3 separate regions of the Mus musculus genome follow, and regions 2 and 3 are each linked to region 1. A link is a contact called in public promoter capture Hi-C data. All regions are on one chromosome and are shown on one strand. Each heading gives the region's core, a stretch centred on a gene start, on an enhancer-like site or on the middle of the called end of the contact. The rest is flanking DNA. Distances are from core to core; before and after follow the strand shown. Region 1 holds the start of Abl1 (c-abl oncogene 1, non-receptor tyrosine kinase). Region 2 holds the start of Fibcd1 (fibrinogen C domain containing 1). Region 3 holds the start of Lamc3 (laminin gamma 3).

Region 1 (2,700 bases), core at 169-2,668:
TGGATACAGATGGGGAGGAGAAATGTGCGGAGAGTGTGGAGCAACTTGGAAAAAATAAGCAACGCATTAACTGAGGATGATTCTGGCCGCTCAGATGCCAACTCTGGGGACAAATAAACCATCTCCCTCCCTCTAAGTGGTAGGCCCTGAGCTCATGCCATCCACACCAAGCTCCTCTCAGGAATCCAGGCCCTGAAATCCCCGGAGGGGCTGAAATCTTACTGTGACTTATAGCGAAGTCCCTTATACTCCCTTCTAGCAAAGGGAGAACATCCTCTACCCGAGCTGGGCACCTAAGTCTGAGCTGGGTCATGTGGGGCCCTGTAGGTCTTTGAGTCAAAGACTTGGAAGGGGGGTCGGGGAAGCAGGTTAGATATTGAAAAGCCTTCAATTCTTTACAATTCAAAACAGTAGAAATCCAAATTGCTCTGAAGAAAACTTTACATTTTTACTCCTATCTTAACTCTTACATGAAACAGCCAGAAAAGCCAGGGCACCACACATCTGTGAGTGCTTCTGCCCTTCTGAAGAAGGCAGCAGTCCCCACAAAGGTCAGCTATACTCTAACAGGCCTGGCCACAGCCGAGTCCCCAGCACTCACCACTCACCCTTTTCCCTTGCCATCCTTTTAGACCCAAACACTAAAGACAACAGGAAGGAGGCATGGAATTGGAGGAGCAGGGTAAAGCAGGCAAAAGCAACAGGCTCCTGGCTCTAAGTTTATGCAAAGAACAAAACATGAGGGGCTCCCTCACCAAGCATCAAACTGGAAGCTCTCAAAACTCCTGGAAATACAAGCAAAACCATTCTTTCTCTTCTAAAAAGAGACAATCCCCAAGACCTCTTCATGGTCTGCAGAAAGGTGGGGGTGGGGGTGGAAAGTTCACATGAAATTCTGTACCCATAAATGGTAGAGCGGGATCCCTTTGTACGCGGCACTTGGTGTAGGTCCACCTTTGTGACATACAATTCCCAGTTGGCAGTGGAAACACCACAACGTGGGCTCACAAGGACCTTAAGGCCTGTGGCACTGACTTTTTCAAACTTTCTGGGCAGGAGCCACACTATGCGCTTGGGCCCCGCCAGCGCCAAAGCCGCGGCTCTCTCTCTCTTTCTGGAAGTCCGAATGAGCCACCAGCACCCGCAGAGGCCTCAGAGGGAGAAGACTGGGGACCTAGAACACACAGGGCACGGGCGGGCAGGACAGTCCTGGTGGGCCCCGCGCCCAGGCCAGGATTTACCTTCCAGGTAGCAGCTGGAGGACGAAGAGAGCCCCTTCTTGGATTTGCAGCCCACCAACTTCAAACAGATCTCCAACATGGTCCCGTGGCCACGGCGAAGGCCCCACCACCCCGGGCCCCCAGCCCCGCCAGGCCGCGCTCCCAGCAGGCCCGCGCCCAGGCCCGCGTCCCGCCTCCCGCCTCCCGCCTAGGCCGGTAACAAAGGGCCCAGCGCCCCGCCCCAGCCGTCCCTTAACCCCTTCCAGGCCAAGGGAAGGCTCCACGCCCTCCCCAGCTGCGTAGCTGCGCTGGCGTAGCCCCTGCCCCTGCCGCGTGTCCGGGAAGGTCGGTGGAAATGCAAATTCCTCTCAAGTTACCAGGACTGGTCTCGGGGAGCGACTGTGATTAAACCTAAAGTGGGTATCTGAGGAATGTGAACAGTCAGGGCTGGAACCCACAGGAATACCGAATACCGGACGCGGGTCCAACCACCCATTTAGACCTGGAGTTGTGAGTTTAAGCTTAGGGAAATGTCTCTATGGTGCGTGTTCATTGTGGGCTGGAATGGCGGTCCTTCCTGACCTCATTTTTACAAGAATTTCCCCTGTTTTTGGTGCCACAGGTAATGTTTGAATCCATTTCACGGTGAGTTTTTGTTTTCCTAAACGCTAGCTCGAGGTTACCAACAAGATTTTAACTAAGCAATGGTCACAGCAGTGGACTACTGGCACTAAGTTGGTGGGAAACAAGGACCCCAACTACAACAAATCTAATAAAAACTCACCCAAGTTCCAATGACAAGGGAAAAATAAACTTATGAAATAATGTCACATAACTAAAAGTCTGGTCCCCATCCTTGCACTTGAAGAGCTGACTGTCCCAGGATGGTTCTCTGAGAAGTGCTCCATGTGCCTTGGTACCCAGAGGGTGCGTGCACCTAATCCTGTGAGGAAAGTTATATCATGACCCAGATTCTTCATGTGAGAACAGACACTCCAGAAGGTCACATGGTGGAAACCAGAAGACTCAACTCAGTCAGGGTCTGCCTGGTTCCAAAGTTTGGTCTCTTGGCTTCTAAGCAGACTGTACCGGATAGCTAGATCCATGACAAAAGTTATCACCTGCCGGGCGTGGTGGCCCACGCCTTTAATCCCAGCACTCAGAAGGCAGAGGCAGGTGGATCTCTGAGTTCGAGGCCAGCCTGGTCTACAGAGTGAGTTCCAGGACAGCCAGGGCTATACAGAGAAACCCTGTCTCGAAAAGCAAAAGAAAAAAAAAAAAAAAACAGTGCCATGACTGTGCCTGTGACAGGCCTCTCAGCCAGGATGTCACACACTTTTCGTGCTAATCAACCCAAAAATGTGTCTGTGCCAAAAATGTGTCTGAAGCCAAGTGGACCTACTTTGCTGCCAGAACAGGCCTCACAAGTACCCAGGGGACTTTCAGAACTCACGCCATTCAATCTCCTGGAGAAAAGGAC
Region 2 (2,700 bases), core at 160-2,659, 86 kb before region 1:
GAAGTATGAACCCCAGCTAACACTAACCCCTCAGATGCTTATGTATGGTGCCTGCCTCTGAACCCCGGAAGAGAGAGCCCTTCAGAGTGAGGTGCTGTTAACCCTTTGGATACAAGGGGAACCTGAGTCAAGAGAGGTTCAGTGGCCAGTAATCACAGTTTCCTGCTTAGGCCTGAAGGATCTCTGGGTCACCTACAACCCTCTTAAGTGATGAGGGAGCATGGGGGAGGGGTGTGTGCAGGGCGACACATGTTCATCCTCTAGGATGTGGGCTTCTGACCCCAGCCTGGGGTGACTGGGCAGTAAGTAACTCCGGCAGCTTACTGTCCGGAAGCCGGGCTGGGACCGCGGGAGACCCCAGCCACCCGGAACACTGGAAGTGCAGACTGTGGGATCCAGTTTCTGGCTGGTGACAGTCTGGAAGGGCACGTGGCCACAGTGCCTAGCTTCAGCTGTGGTCCCGGGACCACTCTGTCTGTGTTAGGCTCGGGCCCCACCCTCGCAAAGCCTGCCCCACGCTTGCCAGGCACCTAGAGGGACGAGAAGAGGGACGTAGACGAAGATGAGGCAACAGACTGGAAACCGGTGGGAGAGAGACGACGCCGGTGCCAGGGAACAGCAAGGCGGCCAGAGCGCCCCGAAGCCGGAAAACAGCTTTAAGAAATAGCGGGGGGCCCAGGCGTCTCTGCGGAGCTGGGGGGAAGGGCGGCTGGCGGGGCTCGGCGTGGGGCGCGTGGGAGCCACGCGGTCGGAGTCACAACAGCAGCTCGTTAACCGCGCAGATTAAGGACTTTGTCAATTACCTCCGAAGGCTGCTCGGGCGGATTAAACGCTTTAAAAAGTGTTGCTAGTGGGAGGGACGACTGAGAAGCCCCCACTGGTGGCTCAGATCCCTCCTCCCGCGGTTGGGATAGCTCCAGGCCGGCTTGGGGGGGGCGGGGCGGAGCGAGGTGTTGTTCGGGACTCCGGGTGGGCAGATGCCATAGGGGCCAGCCTGGCTGCGGAGTCGGGGACTCCAGCACCAGGCCACAGGGCTGGAGATTAGCGGGCCACGCGCACACTTGCCCCGGGACTGGAACCTCGGAGCCCCGAAAGGGTCACACGGTCTCTGCCTAGCCCCTTCCTAGGGACTTAGACGAGTCCCACCCGAGAGGAAGTTTGCGCGGGGCGCCGCAGGGCGCGCAGGTTCCTCGAGGAGCCCGTGGCTGTCGTCACGCTCGCTGCTGCTGAATAGTCCTCCTCACCCCCCAGCGACCGGGCTAGAGCGGGAGTCACTCTTAGAGCCCTCGGGGGGCGCGCGCGCGTGCTCGGGAAGCCGCGGGGAGCAATAAAAGGCCCTGAGGGTCCGAGACGAAGACGCGGAGACTGAGCCGGGAGGAAGAGGGCGGAGCGCGCGGGAGGCGCGGGAGCGGGACGCGGGGACGGCGCGGCGCGGGCGGCTCTCGGAGGCTCGCGCCCGCGCTCCCAGCAATCACACGCGCTCACACGCAGCCTAGCTGGCGGCCGCCGCTCCCGGGCCACCCCGGATCCCCGGCACCGAGGGGACCTCCTGCGAGTGCAACGCACCCTGTGCACCCCTCGCCTCCTTTGCACTCGCCCTTGCCCCGCAACCCCGCTGGTCTTGCTGGAAGATGGTCCACGAGCGGTGGAAGACCGTGGGCAGCGCGTCCCAACTTGAGGACCGACCGCGCGACAAACCGCAGGTACCCACGGGCGCGGGGACGGGTGTGGGGGCTGGAGTTTGGTGAGCTTGTGCAGAGCTTAGTGGGAGCACCTGCTCTCCTCCTCCCCTCAGCGGAGTCTTGAACTCTGGGCTCCCTGCAGAAGGCACCCGCTGCAGCCAGTCCCCACCCCCACCGGAGACCCCTGTGCTTGCTTGTGCAGAGGGAAGAGAAGACCTATAGTTGGTTGTGGATCAGCCCTTCAGTTGGGGACAGCCAACAGATGACCGCGCGCAGAGTCCCGTTCGCCCACAGCCTCAATGGGGGTCCTCCTCACTTGAAATTCCTTAACCTGTGCCAGGCGCCCCGCACATCTTTCCAGGCTTCAAGAACAGGACCGGCCCCCCAGATCCGCCCTCTTTACCTAGGCGCCCAAATTCAATTGGGGAACAGTAAATATTAATCTCCTATAAGAAGCCTAGGCACTGTGATTCTCTGACTTTCAGGAGAGCAAGGCTCAGAGAGGTCCCGCTGCAGCCCGAGGCCACGAAGCCCTACAGGGATTTGAACCTGGGTCTGGCTGATCCTCTCTCCCTACTGCCTCTGCAGGGACAGTGAAGTGTCCCGGCTTGGAGGATGCCCAGGGCTGTGCACTGCACCAGCTGGGACAGAACAGGGAGGGGCTGCTGAGGTACTGGGCATCCGGAGTCGGAAGCAGAGGGGTGGCCGCAGGACTGCCCCAGGCTGGGCCATCAAGGGACTGGCATAGACAAGCGAATTGAGGAGGCCGTTTGCCAAGGAGAGCAGATAATGGGGCTGCCCGTTTTAAATTTTAAATTTCTCCCAGACAGATGTCACTGGGGAAGGAACAGTGAGAGTTTGCAACCAGAGAAGGAGGAGGTGGCAGGGGTGGGCGTGGCCACTCCTCACTAATCAAAGCTGCAACCTGCCTTTCTTTCCGAGTAACACTGGTCTGGTAAGGGGACCGGCTAGCTTGTTTGCAAAGCTGGCTCTTCACTAGTATACACTTCCCATATCC
Region 3 (2,700 bases), core at 71-2,570, 130 kb before region 1:
TTCAGAGGCGTGCTGAGGATGTATGTAGCTCAGGGGAAGAGTGCTTAGCTCACAGGCTTCATTCTGCGGCTGTAAGCTGCTCTCAAATGAGATCCAGTAACAAAATGTATGAATATTGGCCCTTACTAGGATACACCAAGGTTAGAAATCGCCTCAGGTCACGTTTAGTGTCAAAATGAGTTATGAAAATACCAAATCCAAGTTATCAAACCTTTGGAAGATTTACACAGTATTCAGGACATAGCAAGGAACCTGAGGAGATCGCTGGGCTCATCTGAACTTGGAGTGGGTAGAGAATAGTCCAGTTTCAAGGTAGAAGTGGACCCCTGGGTTCCCAGCCTCAAGGGCCTTGTGCTCCCTCATCTTGCCTCAGTCTGGGTGGAGCAATCAAGAACAATGCGGAGGGGCCACTCGAAACGCCCAGGCTGGCTATCCAGTGGCAGGAAGAAACTGGCTGTCCTGCCCAGGGTACTACAGCATTCACATTTGGTGGCAACTGCCCTAACGCCCATTCCCAAACTGCTCACAGCGTCAGAGGTCCGTCCACAGGGCATCGAAGCTGACCGGATTACAAGTTCGGGTCTTAGAGGATGGATCAGATAGATCATCATGGAAGTATGACCCCCACCTTCCTTAACAGTTCTTCCAGGGAATTGTTGCTGTACCCAGTTCCACAGCTGAGGGGAGCCTTCTGCTCCCCCAAGCCCTTAGGGGAGCCCCCTGGGCTGACCTCTTGCTACCCAGGGCTTGCAGGTTCTGACTCCTTACCCGTGGGGTGCTGCAGTCTGCCCCAGCGTGCACAGCCCTCTGCCTGGGCCTCCATGGTTTGGATATAAGGTGACAGGGTGCATGCTTACCTAAGCTCAAGGTCAGGTTAACAGAGGTGGGGTACTGCACCCCGAAGGCCATGGATGGGCTCTGCCACCAGGTGCTGTCATCGGGGCTGTGGAAGTCTGTGAGGTAGGAGGCGTCGTGGCGTCGTCCGGGGTCAGCATCGTCGCAGCGCTGGCACTGTAGCCCAGCCCCTGGTGCCCCCACGTGTGGACAGAAGTCCTCCGGGGGCCGTCCGCACGTGTGGGAGGCCTCGGCGCGTCGGCCGAACGCCGCGTTCTCGAACTCAGGCAGACAGCGCTGTGCGCGTCCCACACCGTCGTAGCAAGAGCCCATGTCCGCGCCTGCCGCGAAGTGTGTCTCCTGAATCACCAGCGCCATCGATGCCACCGTTGCCAGGAGGGACAGGACCCTGGATACAGCCATGGTCCTCGCCCCGCTCTGCACTGCTCCGGGATCCACTCTACGCTGCGGTCTGCGCTTAGCCCCTCTGCGCTCCACTGGCCCCTGGAGTCCTCCCCTGCAGGCGGAACCCGACGGCATCTGAGGGCGGGACCCATGCAGGCGACACCCCACCATCCGAGCTCCGTCCCTTCGTGCTCACCCCCACCTGCTGGACGTGCCTGGGAGTGCCTGCTTGTTCTGGCTGGGTCGTGGACTCGGGAACTGTGAACCTGGCTCCACAGTCCTCCCTGCAAAATGGTCTCGGTAGAGACACCAAGTTATTCTGCTAATGCGGCTCTTCTATGGAAGCTCTGCACTTGTGTACCTTCCTGAGCTGAAAGGCAAGACAAGCGCAGGTCTTCACCTGACAGAATGACCTTTGGCAGTTTTCCTCCGTACCTGTCCAGTGTTCTCTGTCAAAAGTGTTGCGCTCCTGGCGTCTCCTCCCAAAGCAGATATTGTCACCTGGGATTTATCAAAAGGCTTCCTCTTATCAACAGAGGCCTCCCCTTCTCTCCACCAAACTAATGTCCTTCCCAAGGCACCTTCTGGCCCTTGTAGACAGTAAAACAAAATGATCCCATGGGAGCGGGACACCGTCAGATTCCCACAGCCACGGTTGGATAGATCCAGTAAGACTCCAACCCTGCATGAAAGTTATGATCAGGGTTAAGGAAGTGGTTCTCTTGGGGTCTGGCATGGGTAGTCAGGGGTACAGGGCAAATTGTGGTAGGGAGCCTTGTGCTAGCCCCCTCTGGGGCCTCCTTCCTTACACTGCTAGCTAGATACAGGATCACAAGGACACCTTGAGAGGAGGACAAAGGCAAGTTTGGGATGAAAATGGACTCCTGTTGCTGTGGACGCGGACCACCAAGGAGGCCCATGTTCTTTGCCTCTGTCTGCAGAGCAGACTCCTGCACCCCTAATATCTCTTAATCAAGGGCTCAGCTTGGGTGAGGTCCTTAGATACTGTCTCAATTCAACCTACAAGGCTTCTATTGATTTCCTTGAGAGACTGAGTAGGCGAGAGACCCACACTGCACAACACAGAAGCCATTAGTCACATGATATCTGGGCCCCTTCTGTATCACCCATGGGGCTGTGGCAGAGCCCACACCTTGTCTCACTAAGACTGCCCCCGAATCTTCTCCTTCTATCTGCCTTTGCAGCCAGGGTCCCTGGAGCTAGCTTCTGTCCTTCTGGACGAATATTCTGGTATACATGAGGTCCCAGAGAAAGAAGGTTTCTCTACATATTTCACTTCTATAGCCTGTGTTGAGATCCCTGTGTGCTAACCATAGCCCTAATGGTGCACGCATGTGCACACGAGCACACACACACACACACACACACACCTCTGCTGCAGTCAGCACCAGCTGTACTGTAGTGACAGTGGCTTCCCTGGGAACAGTGTTCTGTGTGGCA

The links. Capture Hi-C pulls out chosen DNA fragments and counts their contacts.
Region 2: a contact with region 1 is called in a promoter capture Hi-C map of pancreatic islet. The contact joins the promoter of Fibcd1 here to the promoter of Abl1 in region 1. A contact is called at or near these places in 1 of 484 Hi-C or Micro-C datasets (CD4 T cells), 2 of 115 datasets of contacts at active chromatin or transcription factors (both in embryonic stem cells) and 3 of 9 other capture datasets (adipose tissue, embryonic stem cells and pancreatic islet).
Region 3: a promoter capture Hi-C map of adipose tissue shows a contact between it and region 1. The contact joins the promoter of Lamc3 here to the promoter of Abl1 in region 1. A contact is called at or near these places in 5 of 115 datasets of contacts at active chromatin or transcription factors (embryonic hindbrain, embryonic stem cells and large pre-B cells) and 2 of 9 other capture datasets (adipose tissue and liver).

What each region holds. Positions count from the first base shown.
Region 1 is chr2:31,758,657-31,761,356 of GRCm38.p6, reverse strand. It overlaps Abl1 (c-abl oncogene 1, non-receptor tyrosine kinase), which reads right to left and starts at 1,418. Exons shown (of 11, transcript NM_009594.4): 1 at 1,242-1,418. The coding sequence starts at 1,320.
Region 2 is chr2:31,844,714-31,847,413 of GRCm38.p6, reverse strand. Fibcd1 (fibrinogen C domain containing 1) reads left to right here and starts at 1,409. Exons shown (of 7, transcript NM_178887.4): 1 at 1,409-1,703. The coding sequence starts at 1,632.
Region 3 is chr2:31,885,901-31,888,600 of GRCm38.p6, reverse strand. Lamc3 (laminin gamma 3) reads right to left here and starts at 1,320. Exons shown (of 28, transcript NM_011836.4): 1 at 858-1,320. The coding sequence starts at 1,257.